3 separate regions of the Gossypium hirsutum genome follow, and regions 1 and 2 are each linked to region 3. A link is a contact called in public Hi-C data. All regions are on one chromosome and are shown on one strand. Each heading gives the region's core, a stretch centred on a gene start, on an enhancer-like site or on the middle of the called end of the contact. The rest is flanking DNA. Distances are from core to core; before and after follow the strand shown. Region 1 holds the start of LOC107909731. Region 2 holds the start of LOC107909741 (protein terminal ear1 homolog). Region 3 holds the start of LOC107907881 (anther-specific protein BCP1).

Region 1 (3,207 bases), core at 87-2,586, 240 kb before region 3:
AAATTCCATTGAAAGCCAGCTTCCAAAAGGAACTCTTGATGATAATGATGAAGAAGTTCGTTTTCTAGTTATATATTTTATTAATTTTAATTTTTTTACATAATTATATTTTAAAAATATTTTTAAAAAAATGAATTTTTAGAATTTTTAAATATTTTTTTGATATTTTTAATTTTTAAATAAAATTTGGAATTTATGATATTTTAAAGGATATTTTGATTATTTTTAAGATTTTTTACTTTATTATAAGTTTTAAAAAACATATTTTTAATTTCAAAAAATAAATAATGAAATTTCAGAATTTTTTAAAGATATTTTTGATAAATTTTTAGAATCATCATTAAAAAAAAAGTTGTAAAAGGACTAAATTAAATGTTTTAGCTATAGTTTAAGGGTTAAATTAGATATTAACCTTTAGATTAATATGCCATGTAACTTTTTCGTTAAGGATGTAACCCTCACTAACGAACGAGTGACCAAAACTTTATAACTTGATAATAATAGTAACCAAAACGTAAATTTTTATAATTCAGTGGCAAAAAGAAAAAAAAATTGAATAAAGTGACTACTTATGTAGTTAACCCATAAAATTATTATAGGAAAGAATTATTTAAATTAATTTTTTATGTAACATACTGTAATAAAGTAAAATATAAATTATTAAAGTAAATGAATAAGATTTTTAAACTAATTTTCATAAAATTAAAAATATTAAATAGAAAACACATGTTATTTATATAAAGTTATACAGATGTCGAAAGTGTAGACTATCCATATCGGATTTTTGTCAGCTTCGGTTATATAAGAAATAAAAAAAAAGGTAAAAGTAATTTCTCACGATTTTAGGAAGATTTAAATTTTTACGCAATTAATAATTTTTTTTAAAAACAATCAAATAATTCTTCAAAAAAGGTCAAGAGAATATTACTTTTTCAGTGAGAAACTTTGACTTTTGTTATTTATATAAGATTATATTTACCCAAGTATTTAGAAAAATGGGGAAGGTGAATTTTTATAATTAAAAACAAAATATGAAAATTAGTATTTTTATTATCTTTAATATAATTGGTATTGAAATATATTTAAGGTAAATGATTAAAAATATAATCAATTTAAAATTAAAAATACATTATATTTATTAAATAACACGACAAGGTATTCAAGTGTAAAAAAAATAAAAAAAAAATTCTCACTATGATATATCCAATAATCATAAAAAAATGGAGATTAGGTGAAGCCTAACCCAGTTCCTATTTATATGGGTTAAGTTTACTAATCTGGAACTCAAATATAAAAACAGGCCCATTCTCACTACTTCAGTTTTAAAGGACAAGACAGGCTTCAACATGTTCTAGTTAGTTTGTTTCGCATGCCGCCATTTAGGCCAAAGTCTGTTCGTCTTCCACACTAACAAAACCCCCCTCATTCCGCAAAACTCTACTTCCTTTTCCTTTTCCTTTTCTACTTAAAACTCGAAACCCTTTTTTCCCCGGTTCTAGGTCGCCGTCTTCCTTTGAAAAAGGAAATGGAAAAGCCGGATTCCACCTCCGGTTGCGGTTGTTCCGATGTCTACCACAGTATTTTCATTGATACCAACCTTGATACTCACCTCGCCATGATCGTCTCCGACTCCGAAACCGTTTCCGATCTTAAAAGTATGACTTTCTCCCTTTCCCCTCTCATCTTTGATTTCTTGGTGTTTTGGTTTACCATTTGTCTTTTTAAGTAAATTTTCATTCTTTGCTTTTGGAGGATACAAATTTATCTTCTTTAAAGTACTAAAGCAACGTTATGGGTTAGACTTTGTTTATTTTTCAATACCAGTTCAGAGTGTTCATCCATTTGAGACCTCAAGGATCAGAACTTGAATAGGAAATCTAAAATTTCCCCTGTAATTAACCTAAAATTGGGTGAATTGAAGTGCTGAAGTTGTTGTAGCCATTGAGAATTCCTCTAGAATGCTTGAACAGGAAGAAATGGTGCATTGTTTTGATATGTAGAATGTAGATATAGTTATGTTATGGAAGTTATGTATTATTTCTCCTTGTGCTTTATCATTCTCAAAAATAGTCACTGGTTCTAGTCGTCTAACATATTTTGATCTTAATTTAGTTTATCAACTTTTAGTAACTGGCGTATCAACTTCATCTTTAAGATCAAGTGATGTAAAGTTCTGTTTTAGTTAGTAATATCTATGTGCTGCTGATTTGCAGAAAAGATACTGTATGAACACCCGTTGTGCTTTCCCAACATTGGGGAGATAAAGATTAATGCGTTAAAGGTTGTTGCTGTATCTTGTACTGTTATGATGCTACTTGTTAAGGATGTCTTATTGTTGATTTAAAGTTTACATTGACATGGCTTTGTTAACATGAATAGGTAAAGCGCAAAGGATTTCTTTATCACCTTTCTGATTCCATGTTTGTGAAAAGTGCTTTTGGTGGAGTGAGCAGGAGTTGGTTTCTTTTGGTTGATGCCTCGAGTGCTAAAGAGCATAGGGAAAATCATAATTCCATTGAACCTGATGCTGGCAACATTGTATCCTGCTTCGGTACCGGAATTAATAATTATTCGGTTGATGTTGTTGATCTTCTACCTGTTGATACAGCCAAAAGATTGTCCAATGTCAATGATGCACCTTTGCCACAAGACAGAGATGACTGTCATGCAAAACAGAATTCTGCATCTCAACAGTTTGGTTTTAGTAATTCCACCAAAGAAAACTCAGAAAATTTGTGTAAGGAAGCTGAACATACAGCTGATAGTAATAATCAGGTTTCGTTCCCTGCTACCAACACGGGGTCAAGGCCGAAGTTACAGTCGAAAGATGTTGGAGATGACAAAATATTTGAAGATCTAGAAGCTTCTGTGGCTACATCTGTTTTAAAGGAAAAGCAGAAAACTAAAAAGAGAAACAAATATGCCATCCACCATGATTCTAAAGTAAATGGTGCTTTAGTTGTTGAATCTGGGAAAGATGCTTTGGATTCGGGCTGTGTACTTGAGGAAAATTTGATTCATAATGGACCAAGTTTGGCTTTGAATGACGCAAATCTGGGAAACCAAATTCATGTGGATGAAACCTCTCGGAGTTTGTCTTCTGACAGAAATAAGAGGTCAACTGCTAGGAAAAGGATGGCTGTTGAGGGAATAAACGTTCCAGGAGAACATTCTGAATTGGAAACTGATAAACATAAAGATGTTGCT
Region 2 (3,069 bases), core at 311-2,810, 180 kb after region 3:
TGTGTCCACTACTAGTCCAACTAATAGTTTTAATTGGACACATGAAAGCTTGTTCTTGTCTACTTGTGCTCATTATATGTGACAAAAATATTGTGGTGTTTTGACATTAGAGTTAGGACCTTATGGAACATGAATATAAGTGTACATTGTTCATCTTCTTCCTCATTATGATTTGTCTAGATAAATACTATTATTGTGATGCATAGAAGGAATTATATTTGTAATGATATAAAACCACCATGATTTTTAGTAGTTACTTATTTAATTAAGTATAGTTTGATCATTATAGTAATCAAAGTGCCTACATCAAAAAAGACTTATTTGACCATTTGGCAAAGTGAGAGAATGTTGGAATTTGTGGCCTTTATGGGTACATAAAATATTATTGAGGGGATTTTCAATCTCTTGGGGAGACGTGGTACCCATCCTACCAATTCAACCCATATATGCTATAGGACATGGGTTCAAATCTCACCAAACACAAAATGTGAAATTTGCATGATGGGTAAAGGTGCTTTCCTTTCATGAACTCGACACAAAATTTTGATGGAGGCAAGAGACAAAGTTTAGGGTTAAAATTGAGCATAAACAGCCTAAGCCAAATACTAAACATGCTAAGAGTGACTCACAACTTCTTATTAATAGGTGAAAAATCCCTTCAACAACTATGTTGACCAAAGTCATGTACTATATTCTTAGACATTAATAGGTACATTGACTAAAATCATATATCTTTAAAGTACATATATTGAATTTTAGTAGGTACATTAACCAAATTATGCATCTTTAATGACTAATTAATCTCTTTGGATTAACTGTATCACATTAAAATAATTAATGTACTTGTACATTTATATACCAAAGGAGGAAGAATAGGCATCTACATTAACAAGGTGATGTTTTATGGAAGAATAATGTGTAAATGTTAAGGGTTTAATTTTTAAAATTAAGACTAAATTGACATAATATATAAACGTTAAGGGTTTAAATTGTTATTATGCTAATTTTAAAAATTACACGTCAACTTCTCAATAATCATTTATCAACCGATGATTGAAAAAAAATTAAATAATTAAATAATTATTTTATAACTTTTAATAATTGAATGATAAAAAAATTTCCTAATAATTGGATATCTCAATTCAATTAATTATCGGAAGAATAATACATAGATGCGGATGTAAAAGAATAAATGAGGGTGCACTGCACTGTGCTCAAAATAAAAGCAGAGGAGGCGAAGCGATTAGTCTGTCCGAGTCTGACTCTCTGATTAGTCAAAAATACTAAAGATGAAAAGAAAAAAAGTAATACTCACATGCAGCAATGCTTAATATTACTCAACCCGCACCACACATTTCATTTGTTTGGCCACGTGTACGGTCCAAATTCTTAATCAACCCCGGAATCACTACAAGGATCATGATCAAAATCCAAAAACAAAAACCCAGAAAGTAAGGGGTTTTATTCACTCTAAAAAAACTCATCATCTTTCCCATGAGGTGGCAATTCGGGAGACAACGACACTTTTGGCAACCTTTTCTTGTTTCCTGGAAACCGAGTATATAGCGAAAAGGAAAGGGAGAAAAACCCCAAAACCCTCCCAATCCATTCTCTCCTTTTCGTTTTTACTTACACTTCGACTACCAACTTTAATGAGTTTTTCTTGGACATGGAAAACGACAACAATACAAACAAAGAAAATGTTTTCTTGGGCTTTTAATTTCCCAAGCTGAACTCAGATAAAAGAGAACAGCTTTCTCATAAATATACTTTCTCGGCTCCTTTTTATCTAGTTGAAGAAAAGCTTTTTTTTTTTCCTTTGAGTGGTGGACTACCGGTTCTCCGCCCTGAAACAGCCATGGGGGAAACCGGTACAGTCCGGTTCCCTGGAAACCTTGACCCGTCAGCACAAGAATTTTGGCCCGCCCAAAACGTAGTTTGCCAACCCCAATTTCCTCTCTACAGACCTCCCCAACTTTACTACCCATACGCTGCGTCTCCAACGGTACCGTTTTGCAGCGGCGGCGTACCGCAGTTCCATGCTGCCCTGCCTCTACATGCACCTGTAGCTGTACCTGCACCAACTCCTTTCGTCACTACGGCGTCCATGGTGGTTGCACCGCAGCTGCCACTTCCACCTCCGACGGCGGCGGCGTCGAGGGCTTTGGTTTTGACGTTGGTTCCATGCGATGTGAGCGAGTCAAAGGTGAGGAAAGAATTGGAAGTGTTCGGGGAAGTACGCGGGGTCCAGATGGAAAGGGTCCGAGAAGGGATCGTGACCGTCCATTTCTACGACGTGAGATATGCGGAGAAAGCGTTGAAAGAAATACGCGAGCAGCACATGCAAGAGCAAGCCAGGGTTCGAGACCAGTACACTGCGGCTGCTACCGGGTGCGAACCAGGTGTGTCCAATGCGTGTGTTCCACTCCCTTCTGCGCGTGGACTCATAGCCGGGAGGCCTGTCTGGGCCCACTTCACTATTCCGGCAAGCAATGCTGTCCCTGAGGGGAATAATCAAGGAACTGTTGTGGTGTTCAATTTGGACACCGCCGTTTCAATTTCTCAACTCAAAGACATTTTCCAAGCTTATGGTAAGTTTCGGTTCATTTCTTGTCTTTTATGTTCGCTTGCTTTGTTTGGGTTTTTGTTGTTCAATCTATTTTGTTTTGCTCCTTGGGAAGGGGGGTGTTGATACTTTGATTAGCAGTCAAAGATATTTTCATGCTTTGTTCAAAATTTTGCAACCTGGTTTGTTGTTTAGGCCCAGTGAAGGAACTGAGAGAAACACCATTGAAGAAACACCAAAAGTTTGTGGAGTTTTATGACGTAAGGGATGCAGCTAAGGCTTTGAGAGAAATGAATGGAAAAGAAATTAATGGGAAGCAAGTTGTAATTGAATTTAGTCGACCCGGAGGATATAGCAGGAAGTTCTTCAATAGTGATAACAACGTTAACAAAATTAACGCTTTTACAGCTTTCACTGATAAATATAATCCCCATACGAGAAATCCCAAGTACTCATCTTCTCCCCCACCTCCCCCGCCGCTGCCTCGTAAATTCTCTGCTAGA
Region 3 (2,805 bases), core at 92-2,591:
ACAATAATTGACATGTCGAAAGGTCTAATAAACCTACCTCTATGGAATGAATTTACTAAATAATTTTGTATCCAATGATTAAAATCCTAACTATTTAACACAAGGTAAAAGCAACCTCATTCATGTACAATTATTTACACTCACTCTACTCAAAGTGTGAGTAAGAAACCTCTCCGACCAAGGACAAACTACCCAAGAAAAAATATCCTACGAACAAAATAAAGCATTCAAACCTCATACCTAAGTAAGCTAGTCGACAACTTTAATTCATATATATAATTCAAACTTAAATAACATTTATCTTATCAGCTTGTATGTTAAATCTGAATGATCCTCAATCGATTAGTTATTAAGCCCTAATTAAAATGGTGATAAGTCCTTGTGAAATTCAAACATTTCAAAGTTTTCAAAAACAGTGACTTTCTTATCAAAGATTTTGTGCAAATTTATTTGGTTGTTTTTTACAATTAAACCTTATATTTGTTATCTATTTTGAAATACAAAACATTTAATATAAATATATAATTTAATAAATAAATAAAAATTTGTTGTTGTTGAAACCCATATTGCAACATTAAATCTAACCTTCACATAAATCAAATTAATGAGTTGATTAATTCAAACAAGATGTACAGGGCAAAGCTAGAAAACCTTTTTAGGGGACGAAATTAAATTATAATTTTTATGATAGTAAAAATATAATTGTTAAAGAATTAAATAAAAAATTTATTATTTTTAGGGAAGCCAAAGTGTAATTTTATCTTTATCAATTTAAAATTTTTAAAACTTTAAAAGGCCAAAATAGAAATCTTTCTCCATTTTTCATTTTAAGGGGCCAGGATCCCTGCCAACCCCCTAGATTCGCCCCTAAATATGAGATTCATATCTTATGATAACATTCCGTATTGTTAGTAATACTATCATAGTCACAAATTATTATGATTTTGAAATAATTTATTTTTTTTTTAAATAAATTTCCCTCGTAGGATAATGATATCAGTGTTTATTAAGTCATAAGACATTGGGTAATGAAATGAAATGGAAAAAATGAAAGAAAATGATTTAATTAATAAAAACAAGGTGTAGCGCAACAAAATATGCATGGTTTTCCAGAATCATCGGAAATGGATGTGAACTAGGAAGCCGTGCTTTGCGTTGAAGCATTGCCCTATTTTTGGCCAAATTGAAGGCTTTATAAACCTCTCCCACTCCTCCTCCGTAATTGTGCGGGTATAAATTTTCCATTCATATAACCAACCCTTAGAGAACAACATCACCCCATTTCTTTTTAATTACTGCTTCTTGTTCTCTTCCTTCTCACGTACCCCACCAATATCAATAATGGCACGCCAAAGCTTTGTTCTTGCTTTGGTCTTTATAGCTCTTGTCGGGTTGGTTTCCGCCGCCAATACAGCTTCTAAAGCACCATCTGCAGTCCCAGTACCCGATGATGATACCATCGGCAACACTGATGATGGAGCAGGTGCATCCTCCCCCGGTGCTTCTAATGACGCTGTTGCTGCCCCTCTTGGCAGTGAGCAGGAAGCTAAAAGCATGGCTCCTGCTCCTTCTAGTGATGCAACCACCACAGGTGTCTCTGCCGTTGGGGCGGCTGCTCTCACTGGGGCAGCTGCCATTGCTACCTACTTCGTCTTCTAAATTAGCTTCGTCTCAATCCAAGTAGTAAACCTCGAAAAAGGGTCTTATTAACCATAATTTGTACGTCTACTTTAATTTCATAGTCTGGTAAAATTGAGGTTTGCAAAGGCAGCTGCTTGTATTTGTTTATGAATAAAACTAATGAATATATATACATAAATAGGAAACTTATATGAATTTTTGGATTTCAAAAATAAGGTTCACATTTTTCATTTAAAATATAGTAAAATAATAATAATTGATTAGTCCATGTAATATTCGTTACCATAAGCATAAAATCTCAATCCCCTTTATAATCTATATAAAATATGACATTTTTATTAAGAAACAAGCACTAGTTATAAAATAATAAGCCCTACTTTGGTTAACAATTCAAGCAAAAGCATTGGGGTTAGAAACAGCAAATCGAAAGTAGAAATAATTAAATCTTTGGTTTTTAACAAGTGTTCCTCGTTTTAGGGTCCAGTAAAGCTCAAAAACCAATCATGGCTCCCTTAGATAGTGTTTTTGAGCTTTTGATTTCATGACAAACACATTCACCAATATAATAATGTTTCTTAGCATGCAACAAAGACAATAAACTTGGAAAATGGGAAGGATATAAATCCCATATTCAGAAAAGGATGAAAACATCATTATTGTACCTAGTCTGCACATTGACTGCTTCGCACAGTACACATATACCATATTTGCTAACATCTCGATTAATATTATTATACCAAACGAAGGACTAATATCAATTACAAGAATGTCAGAAAATAAATTTCTTAGATCAAAATTACTACTCCAATTTTGCTTTATAACAGAAAATGTACCTAAACTTTGTAAAATCTCTATCACATCCCTAAGTAAGCTAAACATTGTAAATGGAATTCAGCTCCTCAGATTTATATCTGATATTCCTAGGCGACTGTGAGGACCCTTTTTAACTCCAAATTAAAAAATGAACTTCTCTTTCTTAACCACTGCAATTGAGACTGGTTACCATGTTTTATACCACCTCTTACAGCAAATACACACAAGCACCAAGCAAAGCCGGAATGAGGGAATTAACTTGATGTGCAAGATGAAAGTGGAAATAGCAAGTTACGCACTTGAGCATTATCAGATAATGCTTTTTCAATAATCAGCTGACAAACAGATATT

Evidence for each region. Hi-C and Micro-C count contacts between places; a contact is called where the count stands out from the background.
Region 1: a Hi-C map of leaf shows a contact between it and region 3, with 2.2 times the contacts expected there. The contact joins the promoter of LOC107909731 here to the promoter of LOC107907881 in region 3. A contact is called at or near these places in 13 of 34 Hi-C or Micro-C datasets (callus, fibers, hypocotyl and 2 more).
Region 2: a contact with region 3 is called in a Hi-C map of leaf, with 2.3 times the contacts expected there. The contact joins the promoter of LOC107909741 here to the promoter of LOC107907881 in region 3. A contact is called at or near these places in 4 of 34 Hi-C or Micro-C datasets (hypocotyl and leaf).

The regions. Positions count from the first base shown.
Region 1 is chrD02:58,445,391-58,448,597 of Gossypium_hirsutum_v2.1, forward strand. LOC107909731 reads left to right here and starts at 1,337. Exons shown (of 6, transcript XM_041088891.1): 1 at 1,337-1,655; 2 at 2,214-2,281; 3 at 2,380-3,207. The coding sequence starts at 1,526.
Region 2 is chrD02:58,864,597-58,867,665 of Gossypium_hirsutum_v2.1, forward strand. It overlaps LOC107909741 (protein terminal ear1 homolog), which reads left to right and starts at 1,561. Exons shown (of 5, transcript XM_041088901.1): 1 at 1,561-2,591. The coding sequence starts at 1,859.
Region 3 is chrD02:58,683,051-58,685,855 of Gossypium_hirsutum_v2.1, forward strand. It overlaps LOC107907881 (anther-specific protein BCP1), which reads left to right and starts at 1,342. Exons shown (of 1, transcript XM_016835192.2): 1 at 1,342-1,659. The coding sequence starts at 1,342. The coding sequence ends at 1,659. It overlaps LOC107909738 (actin-related protein 3), which reads right to left. Exons shown (of 9, transcript XM_016837377.2): 9 at 2,348-2,805.